Regions from separate parts of the Mus musculus genome. Here region 2 is linked to region 1. Evidence: chromatin contacts called from public Hi-C data. All regions are on one chromosome and are shown on one strand. Each heading gives the region's core, a stretch centred on a gene start, on an enhancer-like site or on the middle of the called end of the contact. The rest is flanking DNA. Distances are from core to core; before and after follow the strand shown. Region 1 overlaps Babam2 (BRISC and BRCA1 A complex member 2). Region 2 has its middle 14 kb from the start of Gm36732.

The links. Hi-C and Micro-C count contacts between places; a contact is called where the count stands out from the background.
Region 2: a Hi-C map of tail fibroblasts shows a contact between it and region 1, with 3 times the contacts expected there. The contact joins two enhancer-like sites. A contact is called at or near these places in 11 of 39 promoter capture datasets (the 3T3-L1 cell line, 3T3-L1-derived adipocytes, cranial neural crest and 6 more), 1 of 15 datasets of contacts at CTCF or cohesin (the NIH/3T3 cell line), 13 of 484 Hi-C or Micro-C datasets (the C2C12 cell line, LSK cells, the MC38 cell line and 9 more), 2 of 115 datasets of contacts at active chromatin or transcription factors (CD8 T cells and Th17 cells) and 1 of 9 other capture datasets (adipose tissue).

What each region holds. Positions count from the first base shown.
Region 1 is chr5:32,052,635-32,058,167 of GRCm38.p6, reverse strand. It overlaps Babam2 (BRISC and BRCA1 A complex member 2), which reads right to left. Exons shown (of 12, transcript NM_144541.1): 11 at 504-657. Among named protein-coding and RNA genes, the nearest start is that of Gm40277, 35 kb to the left of the region's middle. Within about 2 kb of position 2,322, at least 30 of the 459 cell types and tissues checked have an H3K27ac peak or open chromatin away from gene starts, as enhancers often do. A contact at or near this core is called in the C2C12 cell line, the NIH/3T3 cell line, embryonic fibroblasts and 2 more, where this site is marked.
Region 2 is chr5:32,196,048-32,201,225 of GRCm38.p6, reverse strand. No RefSeq gene overlaps it. Among named protein-coding and RNA genes, the nearest start is that of Gm36732, 14 kb to the right of the region's middle. Within about 2 kb of position 3,320, at least 115 of the 459 cell types and tissues checked have an H3K27ac peak or open chromatin away from gene starts, as enhancers often do. A contact at or near this core is called in the C2C12 cell line, the NIH/3T3 cell line, embryonic fibroblasts and 2 more, where this site is marked.

The sequences.
Region 1 (5,533 bases), core at 1,073-3,572:
ATGGTCCATACACTGCTGGCCCAGACCCTGAAGTCTTTACCATAGCACTCACCATGTTTCTGGATCAACCTGGTCCTTATGACTATAGTGACAGCCTTTCTATACTCAACTATTAAGGCTAGTAACTTTAATCTCCATTGAGACACAAGTTCCACAGCAGTGTTTGCAGATCTAAGGAGTCTGTGTACTTGAGTATACAAATCCATGCAACACACAGGAGAAACATAATTCATGAGATGCAGCTTCCCATGGAATAATAGACACTGAACTCATATACTGACTATTCACTAGAAAATCTGTTTACCAACATTTGAAATTTATCATTTAAAATACATAAGTGGTTGCCATCATTTTTATTATTGACATTATTTATCTACAACTTAACTTGCTATCTCATATCTCCTACAATCCATTTACCAAAACAAAAACCAACCAACCAACCAAACAAACAAACAACCCAAAGAGGCCACTCACGGCCAGTCAACTAACAATGTACCACTTACTTTGCTCTCTTGGCCATTTCATTTCCATCCCATCTGGGGCTGTATGGGTAGTTTTTTTGTGCTTGGGAGTAAAGCTGTCCACTGTTGGTAAAGTGATAGACTGACTGAAATGTGAGCGTAGGCTGATCTCGAGGGAAAAACAGGGGCAGGTCAACTGCAAGGCAAAAAAGGGGAAAAGATGGTTAGAGTTCATAAATACATCCTTTTTGTTTCTCCCAAGGCAGGGCTTCTCTGTATAGTCCTGGATGTCCTGAAACTCATTCTGTAGACCAAGCTGGCCTCAAACTCACAGAGATCCACCTGACTCTGCTTCATTCCCAAGTGCAGGGATTAGAGACATTTGACACCACTGCTCAGCAATAAACACATCTTAAGACATGTTTTTGGCTAACTCAGAATGCTGGGTACATGACAATTGGAGCCACAAGCACCGATTGAGGTTTGGATCAAAGCAATGGCATGAGGGACCACAGAAGCCGTGACACATGCAGAATCTTAGGCATAACCAGAATGGCGTCCCACACTGTCCGACCTCCTGGGCCCTGGCCTTGCCCATTGCCATTGCAGAGCTAGCCATGTAACTGTGTTAAGTTTCCATTATGCCATACGCTTTTCAAGGGCGGGACTGTGTCTTCCTCACCTACAATCTGATGGGGGAGCAGGATGAAAGATGGTTTTCAAGAACAAACTTGGAAAAGGGACAAAGAGGGCTTTGATAGGATGCACCAACTAGACTTCCAGAAAAATAAAATTATCATTCTGCTTCCAATCAAGTCGTGAAATCTCCATACTCAGCACTTTCCTTTTTTTCCCACATATGTTACCACATATATTTATATCTTGTAAATCAGAGGGAGCTCCTTAGTGGGCCGCAACAGGGGCAAATCTGAACAGAGACTCTGCTGCTGCCCATCAGAGCTGAGCCCAAGCCCCCTGCTAATATGTAGTGTTGCTTTAGCATTTCATTTGGGGGTTAAGTCAAGTTTTTAAAATAAAATCTCTTGTTAGTTTTAGTGGAGGCAAAGCATCCCCAGAAACTGTTTCAACATTCTCTGAGGTAGACAAAGTTTGTGTAAATGTTACCCATTTCCAGGACAGAGAATAGGCACATTAACAAATGCAGTAATGATGTGTATAGATTTTCTAGCTTTGCAGAGTTCATTTTAGATGCTTTGTTAATTAAAACTTCAAGAAAGGGACATTATTTTGAAACTGTGTGTTTAACAGCTGAGTAAACTAGAAAGTTCGTGGACTTTGTCAACTTTCTCATAGACTGGGCAGCAGCAGGGGACAAAATCTAAAGCCAGGATTGGAATCTTTGGCTCCTACTGTGTGACACTGCAGAATACTCTCCAATAACCTGCTTAAAATTGTGTTGCAATTACAACTCAGTCAGTAAGCCAGAGCCTCCACTGTAAAGCATGAACAAGGATGGAAATGTTAGCTGCACAAACAGATACATATTAAAGCAACATGTAAGGATGCTGTGGAGTGCAGTCCTACCCCTCCCCTCCTCTCCCCTTCTCTCCCCTCCTCTCCCCTCCTCTCCCCCTCCCTCCCTCCCTCCTTCGGTGCATACTGCTGATCCTAGCGCTTTCCCTAGATGTGACTTCTCAAAGGAAAAGTTAGCTTCATGGTTTTTGTTTTTGTTTTTTTAAAGAAATCTCCCAACAATAACTCACTGCCCCCCCAAAACCAAAACCAACCAACCAACCAGCAAAAACCTGTGTTGTTGGTAGAGCCTCTCAGACTTCTGAGTGTACCCGACTCTGACGATGTCTGACTCAGTGGCACAGGGGGTTTCTACTGGTGACTCACACCACTACCAACAAAAAGGGGCAGGACTGAGAATGACCACTTTTTAGTCACATTTCTCAGTGCCACAGTATGATAGCCTCCATACATGGCTATTTTTATGAAACAGAGATTGTATAACACAGAACAACAAAAGTATGAAAACACCAATCCAAATGACAAATACCTCAATTTAGAAAATCCTTGTAGGTCCTTCCCTATAGCAGGCTTGGTCTGTAACATCCTTGGCTACTCGGAACAAACACTGATTTCTAACCCTGTTACGTCCTTTCTGATGCTCATTTAATTCCCTCTGATAAGTTTTTAGGAACAAATGCCTGTTCATTGTACACTTTTCCTCAACTTCAATTGCAACTGCTGAGTAACACCCGAGTTTCCAAATAGGAAACAACATTCAGATTAACCTCCAAACCGATCATTAATAATAGAAAAGTATTTAACATGCTAGTTTACCTATGAAAAAAGAGTAATTTTAAATAAAAGAATTCAATGCAATCATTTATAAACAGCCATCACTCACTATCAAAAGTAATGTAGCTATGACTACAGGCTATGTGGCTTTCAAGCTACTGGCTTTGGGGACTTTAGACTACATTTTTCTAAAAAAAAAAAAAAAAAAAAAAAGAAGTGTGTGTGCGTGAGTGCGTGAGTGTGTGTGCGTGAGTGTGTGAGTGTGTAAGTGTGTGTGAGTATATGTGGATGTAAGTACATGTGTCAGTGCTTGTGCTTGTGGTGGTCAAAGGAAGATGTCATTCTAAGGAATGGCATCCACCTTTTTGAGAAAGGATCTCTCCAGTGGCCTGAAGCTCACAGTTGGACGAGGCCAGCTGGCCTACGCCTGAGCATCCCGTGCATCGGCCCTTTCAGCTGGGATCACAAGCACAGGTCACAACGCAGAGCTTTTAATAGGGATCGAACTCAGGGCTTCTTGCTAGTACTTTATGGACTGAGCCATTCTCCCAGTCCCCTGAAAAAAGAAACTTTTATACAGGTCTTGGTTTAGTGCTCTGGCTGGTGCCAAACTCCTGGGCTCATGAGATCCTTTGGCCTCTGACTCCAGAGTATCTGGGACATAGGTATACACTCCTGCATCTGGCTGGAATGCCTTCTAATCTTTTTTCCCACGATTTTGTTTTGCAGAAGTGAGTTGCTGGTATTAGTATTTGATATGTTTAGAAATATATTATTTCCTAGTTTTGAACTATTTTCTTTGACTCAAATGCCAATTAGTATTAGAAACATTAAAAACCAGAAATATCTATTTACCCACTCAAGTAAGACATGATTTTTGTTTTTACTTAAATATCAGCAAGCTCTATACTGATGTATATCATAATCCCCCAAAGCATTCATTACATGATCCTTTTTTGTCTCCAGAGAACAGCATGTCCTTATAGCCAATGTTCAAATCAAAACACTTCCTGTATCACAACTGGATTACTGGAAGAACAGGAATTGTCAAAGGATTTCAGAGATAAAAGTTGTCTATATGGTAGTTCATGCAGAGAACATAAATGTTTAAAGCTATAGATACCTTGCTCAGGTAAGCTGTATTCTATCTAATAGTCAGTAGTCAACAAAATGGTAGCTTCTTTAAAAACTACTCTATGTATAAAATGATGTAATAACTACAATATCTCAGAGCTACTTTGCATTTTTTTGGTATAAGATCTGAATAGTACAAATTAGTCAGAAGTTAGCAAAAACAAAACTTGTTTTCTCTTATCTCTAAATGTCTCTGTCACTTAACTTTTACTTAAAGTTAACTGATGAAAAAGAATTACTGTAGGCTTTAAGCAGCTAACTTGTTCTAAAGGAACTTTGTGGAGCCTAAGCAATTAGGCCTCACAGTTTGGCTATAGCTATCAATTCTTTAACCATTTGCTTTCTTGTGAGTGACTGGCACACACTTGATCCCCAGAACAAAATCATTCCCCTTGATCTACTACTTATTATCAGTAATTTTTTTTTTTTTGACAAATGCTTATTTTTTTCTCCTTGTGAGTTTCGGTCAGTTTTCTATAAATAGAAGGGATGGTCTTCCCTGGCTCAGTAGATCTGAACAGCTCTTAGGGTTCTTTAAGAACTGGGAACAAAAAAAAGGGAGGGCCAGGGGGAAGTGGGGGAAGGAAAAAGATAGCCCACATCCGGCCAGAGCTCCTCCTATGCTCTGGGCAGGCGGAAGTGGGAGGGCTGCCAGACGTTTTCCACTCAGCTCCGGGTGGGCATCCAAGCCTCTGACCCACTTGGCGGGCCCACGCACTAAGCCACACCAGATACTTTAATTCTGCACACACTGGGACCTTTTGGAGTCTTGTCCATATGGCTTTGGCCACATGAGAAGACAGGTGTGGTGAGGCTGCATTCTAGACCGCTGCCACAATGATGGTCACTGCCATTGAGTTAATGGTGGCTCCCAGGTAACAACCAGGTGGGAGCATGAGAGGAATTAAACGCAGATAAGGCATGCTGCCTTTCTCTACAGCATGGTAAGGTGCAGTGTGTGGCTGCTTTTGCCCACTTAGGAGCCTGCCTGCCCTGCCTGTCCACAAATGTTCATCATTTTACTATAAGAAGAGTCCAGGAAAGGGCTGTCTCAGATACAGGGCTCTATGGGGAAGTCTCACTTCTTCAAATATACCAACCATGGAAAAATGGCCTTAGGACAGCCAAAAAACACTCCATCCCATACACTGGATACCCAGCCCGACTATCTTTCAGAATATTTTAGGCATAGCTTGAACAATTTTGGTTATAGGATTTTTCATTCTGAGAAATAAAACAAAGTATCATAATCACAGCAAGACAATGAGAGAGCACTTTAGCAGCAAGTATTGGTAATTAGCAGTCTGGCTGGGGGAAAAGGAGAGTATAATAAATGATGAAGCAATTGGAGTAATCCTGGTCTGAGGCCACGAAGTGTATGATGTAGGAGCAAAGAACACTATGCAGCCAAGTCATCCCGCACCCTGAATCCTGGGGAAGATGGCAGCAGCCACCCCTGGCAGCGTACCTGACACCCTTTCTCTATCCTGCACCCTGCCATGAGCATAGCTCCCTTCTCTCACCCTGTTGGTATGTGCTTGATTCTCTTAGACTCCCAGAAGCCATGGTATGCAACTCTTGGTGGCACTGAGGGATTGGAGCCTGGGCCTCTCACAAGTTATACAAGCACTCTGTAAGTGAACTATATTCCCCCATACATAAGCATGGAA
Region 2 (5,178 bases), core at 2,071-4,570, 140 kb before region 1:
AGATGTCAAGTTGAGCCCTAAGGTGTAGGCCTTTGGTGACCATGACACTCCCACGTGACTTCACTGGCTGTGACACATGCAATGCATATGCAGGGGAATGGAGATTTCGGGACCATCAGTACTTTGTAGTCAGTTTCTTGGGGCCTAAAACTGCTCTTTAAAAAGTAGTTTGGGCTGAAAAGATAGCCTGGTCAGTAACTGCTTGCCTTGCAAGCTCAGAGATTTGAGTCTGAGCCCTGCTCCCTCAAACCCATGTGGAAAAAGCTAGACATGGTGGTGAACGCTTTTATACCCACAGATGGGGATGCAGAGACAGGAGGAATCCCCGGTGTTTGCTGGCCAGGTAGCCTGGCCTACTTAACAAATTTCAGGTCAGTGAAAGTCACTAACTAACTAACGAACGAACTAATAACTAACTAACATAAATGTTCCCTCTGACACACATATACACGTATACACAGAGGCAGCGAGGGAGGAGGAAGGGACAGACAGAGACACAGAGACTAGAGAGACTACTAAAAGAACAAAGCAAAGGAGTCCCAGTGTACTTTTTACCAGCTACTCAGCACAGGGTTCAGAAAAATCTCTTCTCTTCAGGAGGGGCCCAGCCTCCAATCTTGTTAGCTTTTTAGGTGGATGATTCGGTCACCCTTAATCTGGGTCACCATGTAGGGCAGTTTGTAGCTAGAGTTCTCTGCATGGTGACTCAGCTAAATGCCACCTTCCTGGGTCTCCCTTGCTATCTTCCTTCTTCCACCCACTGTCTGGTCCAGAGTATCATTTTCTGCCTAGAAACACACCACTCTCTAAAACATGCTTGTTTCTGGGCTCCTGCAACTCACAGAATTGCCACAAAAGGCAGAGACTCTATCCCTAGGGCCTAGAACAGCAGGTGGCACAAAATCAAGGTAGGAGCTCAATAAATACTTGTTGACTGAATAACCCTGTTACTGGCCAGCTGTACCACCAAGGGTAAAGCAGTTAAACCTTCCTGGACCTCAATTTACTCATCTGTAAAATGGGCAATTATACTTAATAATTGCACTCTCTTGCCTCAATGCTCTGCGTGTCCTAGCCAGGATCAGAGTGACCTTGTTTTCTGACTCAAGGGCTTCTTGGGCCACAGGATGATTGGGAGGTGCTTACGAGTTGCACCTCCAGAGGCCTGGAGTTGCCACACCTTCCTGCCTGAGGGTCTTCAGCTCCAGAGGGAGGTGGGAATGTGTGCTGGTAGATGGGTGTTGTTGGGGGTTCCTTCCCTAGAATGGCATCTTCAAGAGGGCAGGCATCTTGGATTGCGCTGACTCCTATTGCCACATGTGTAGAATAGTGCCCAGCACCCAGCAGCCCTATAGATGGTTCTGGAATGAGTGAGGAACAGCTCATACCAGCCATGCATGTTTCTATTCCTGGCTAAGTGCTGTGTGGGATACAAACAGTACTAGTAGATCCCCTCCCACCCACAGAGCCCTCTGAGCTGTTTGCACTTGCCTCAGCTCCTTCGATCCTCATGACAAGTCCATGAGATAAGCGTCATTACATCCCATTATCCCCAATTCACAGATGAGATAACTGAGGCACAAAGGGTTCAAACTGCCCAGAGCCACATTGCAGGTGAATGGTAGAGGTTGAGCTCAAACCCAAGCTCTCAGACTCAAGACTGCAGGCGCCTGTGTGTGGCTGGCTGTGCAAGGCTCAAGTGTGAGTGTGTGTAGGCAGGAAGTCTTATGAGGAAGACTGAGGAAGGGGCAGGTGGGAGGAAGAAAGCAAAGCCGCCTGCTATGGTGTGGGGTTCTGGGCTGCTTTAGTGAGCAAAGACCAGGAAGAAGGTCCTCGAGAGGGGCCTGTGACCTCAGTAGGGAACATCTGCAGGAAGTACATGGCCTCAATAAGAATGCCACTCTCAGGCCCAGACAGGCCCAGCTCCTTGCAGCTTCCTCATGGGGCACAGATGCCAAAGATGTGGGCAAACAGGTTTGAGGAATACAAAACCAACTTGAAGCTTTCTCCTCTTCCTCAAACAAGGCACCCAGCCTGAGCCCTCTCTCCTAGACCATAAGAATTCTTTCTAAAGCTGTGCGTCCTCCTCTTGCCTTTGCTAAAGTCCTTACAAGCCTCTGAATCAAACCTACTTACTTACACACACTGTCCCAGCCACCCAGACTCTGCCCCCGAACCCTTGCCCCTGGAAGCCCATGATCTCTGTCAGTCCCTGACTCCTGTCTCTGCCTTTTGAGACCCATATGGGGACCCTATGAGTTCTGTCCTTCCTCTTTCTGTGTCCTGTCCCTGAGGCACCTTCATCTCCTGCTCGATGTCTGAGTTGGTCCTTCTACCCTGGCCTCAGTCACTGGCACCTTCCCTGTAATTGGCAGCTTCAGAGGGTGGGGCTCAAGGCTCTGTACCTGTACCAAACCCCACTTGCTTTTATGAGTGGCACAGCCGCTGGTCATCCTGCACTGATCCCTACCAGAGATCCCCGGGGGACCAGCAGCTTAGCAAAGGCCCTGAGGCTGTCCTACCAGAGGCCTGAGGTTGATGGGGTTAGAGGCCATGAGGAGGAGATGGGGGGCAGAATGTGAAGAGGAAGGCAGGGACAGAGGCTCACCCACACCTGCTGGCCACTCAGCAGGGCAAAGATCACCCCAGTTAGCACTGGGACACAGCTACTGGACAGGAGGACCACTACAAAAGCGGACACAAAAATGCCCTTATCTCAGTGAGAATGAAGTTTCCCTGTCTATCCCCTGTCCTGGCAAGGCCCCAAATTTCCAGAGGGAAGGTGTCTGGACCACTCACAGGCCAGACTGCTGGGTTTACTGCTCATGCCACATGACTGAGCCCCAGAAGCACCCACCTCAGTCCACCCAAAGACCAGATCCCCCCACTCCTGCTTTATCGATAGCTCTGGGTGCAGCTTATCCCATCCGAACAGCTGGAAATGGGCTCCCAGGATGCCGGCAACTCCTAAGAGAGGATAATAGTCAACCACTGACCACATTAGCCAGTGACTTCTTACTCTTTCATGCTCCTGCTAAGCACTTACATGTGTTGTGACTTGGTGACTTCACCAGGCAGTTCCCTGAGATGGTTCTGGAGGCTACCGCGAAATGGTTCTAAGCCTAGACGGGATAACCATATGCTCACCCAGCCTGGAATAGTCCCATCTTACGTCTGTTATCTCAGAATCAGTACTGACAGACTATCGTTCTCATGCTCACATTGGGTGACTGCTCATGGGCCCTGCTCAGAGACAGCATCATGTGGCTGTCCCTAGAGGAGCAACGGGGCCGGAAGAATCAGACACCAGAGGGCAGCAGTGAGCTGTGTTTGTCTGGCTTGTCTCTGGCAAGGCACTGGTCCCATGGTAGGATAGGTGGAGACTAGCTGAGGAAGTGCCCAGACAGCTTCCTTAGAGCTCCAGCTCTGTTCAGGCCTACTACAACCCAGCTGGGTCCATCTCTTCCATCTGCCCAACAGAGAGAGCCCAACTAAACATGAGAGTCCAGGAGGGAAGAGAGACACTAACTAGTCCCAGTCTACCCAGCCTGGCCAGCCTCCTGTCAGGCCCTACTGTGGGCTTCACAGTAGGCTTAGAACACTCTGACTTTGATGAAACATACAGCAGTTCCCACCATGGCACGTGGTTGGAGATGTTTTTAGCCTTACCAATTTTCTCTGTGTAGAGAGATGCCTCTCTCTGCAGTAGGCAGAGATGAGCATCAAGACACAAGGGGGCATCACTTAACGCAGATGACTGTTTTGGCAAAGAAGCAAGTCATTGTATAATAGAAGTCAGAGTGTCAGACAGAACCTCATTCAGACAGACAGACATCTATGCATATGGTAGAGAACAGACTGTCACTTGTTTGTCCAATATGGTTCCAGACGACAACTGTTGTCCTGACCCAATGATTACTAACATCCCACCTCTTGCGGTGTCCCAGTTTGGAGAATCGACTACACAGTGCTGCCTACGAGGCATCAACTATGTGCCAGGGTTGGTGGCAGACCTGGGGGATGGGGAGGGAGATGATGTCCCAACTGCCACTCTCCAGGACTCACTGTTGCTGCTTGAGGACACAGACTGGGAAAGGAATGGAGAAGGTGGGGATGGTCACACTGCTAGAGGTCCCCTCAAGAACCTGCCAAGAAACATCTATGGATAGATCTATCTTTCTTGGTTTATTCAGAATTTTTAATATTTTAATATTTTTCCAGCTTTATAAGCTGCTTTAAAAAAAACCCAAAACAATTCACTATGTAGCTCATAGCAATTCTCCTGCCTCAGGCTCCCAAACACTTGGTTTTTTTTTTTTTTTTTTTAATTGCATGTATCTATTTGTCTCTGTGTATGCTGGGCAAACAGGTGTATGTTCTCTACATTCTGTATAGGGGTACACCTACAGATGAAGGTCAGAGGGGCAACTTGTGGGAACTGGATCTCTCCTTCTACCATGTGGGTCTCTTGCTCAGATTCAGGTGGTCCAGCTTAGTGGTAAGTGCCATCATAGGCTGAGCCGTCTAGTCAACACAAGCTGGATCATTACAGGCGTGTGCTGTGCGCTGCTACAAGTGGTGCTAATCCATTTTCTGGTGTGTGTGTGTGTGTGTGTGTGTGTGTGTGTGTGTGTGTGTGTGTGCCTATCCTAGAACCAGGGATGCTTTCGAGGTGCAGGTGTCTTAATGCCAAATCCCTTACCAGCAAGCCCACAATCCACTCTTCCAAGCCCCTGCCTTGTCTGTAAGCCTCCTTCTGAGTTAGATCCTCTCTGTGTCCTGCTCAGTTAACTTGAGGGCACCCTCTGGTGGGCAGCAAAGTCTCCTTGTCCCTCCGCCAATGTTACAGGGGAACTTTGTCCTGCTTCTCAGCAGAGCATGGCCTGACCCCATCCCACGATATCCTGGGTGACTGCATGAAAACCCCAGAGCTCCCCAGCACTGGAGGAGTTTTGCCTTATTTAGACATGGTGCCCTGGAGGAAGGAGAAAGGGAAGGAGGGGGAGGGGATGGCAAGTAGATAGGCACGAAGGAGAAGGAAGGAGGCTGGAGGATTCTGAGAACTAAGGGTCATGATGACATCATCACGGGAGGGTTTTGCTGGGGTCAGTGGGTGAGGGCGGGGCCCAGTGGCTGGGGCTCACGGTGACTCATTTATAGGAATGGGCTTTGTGTCTG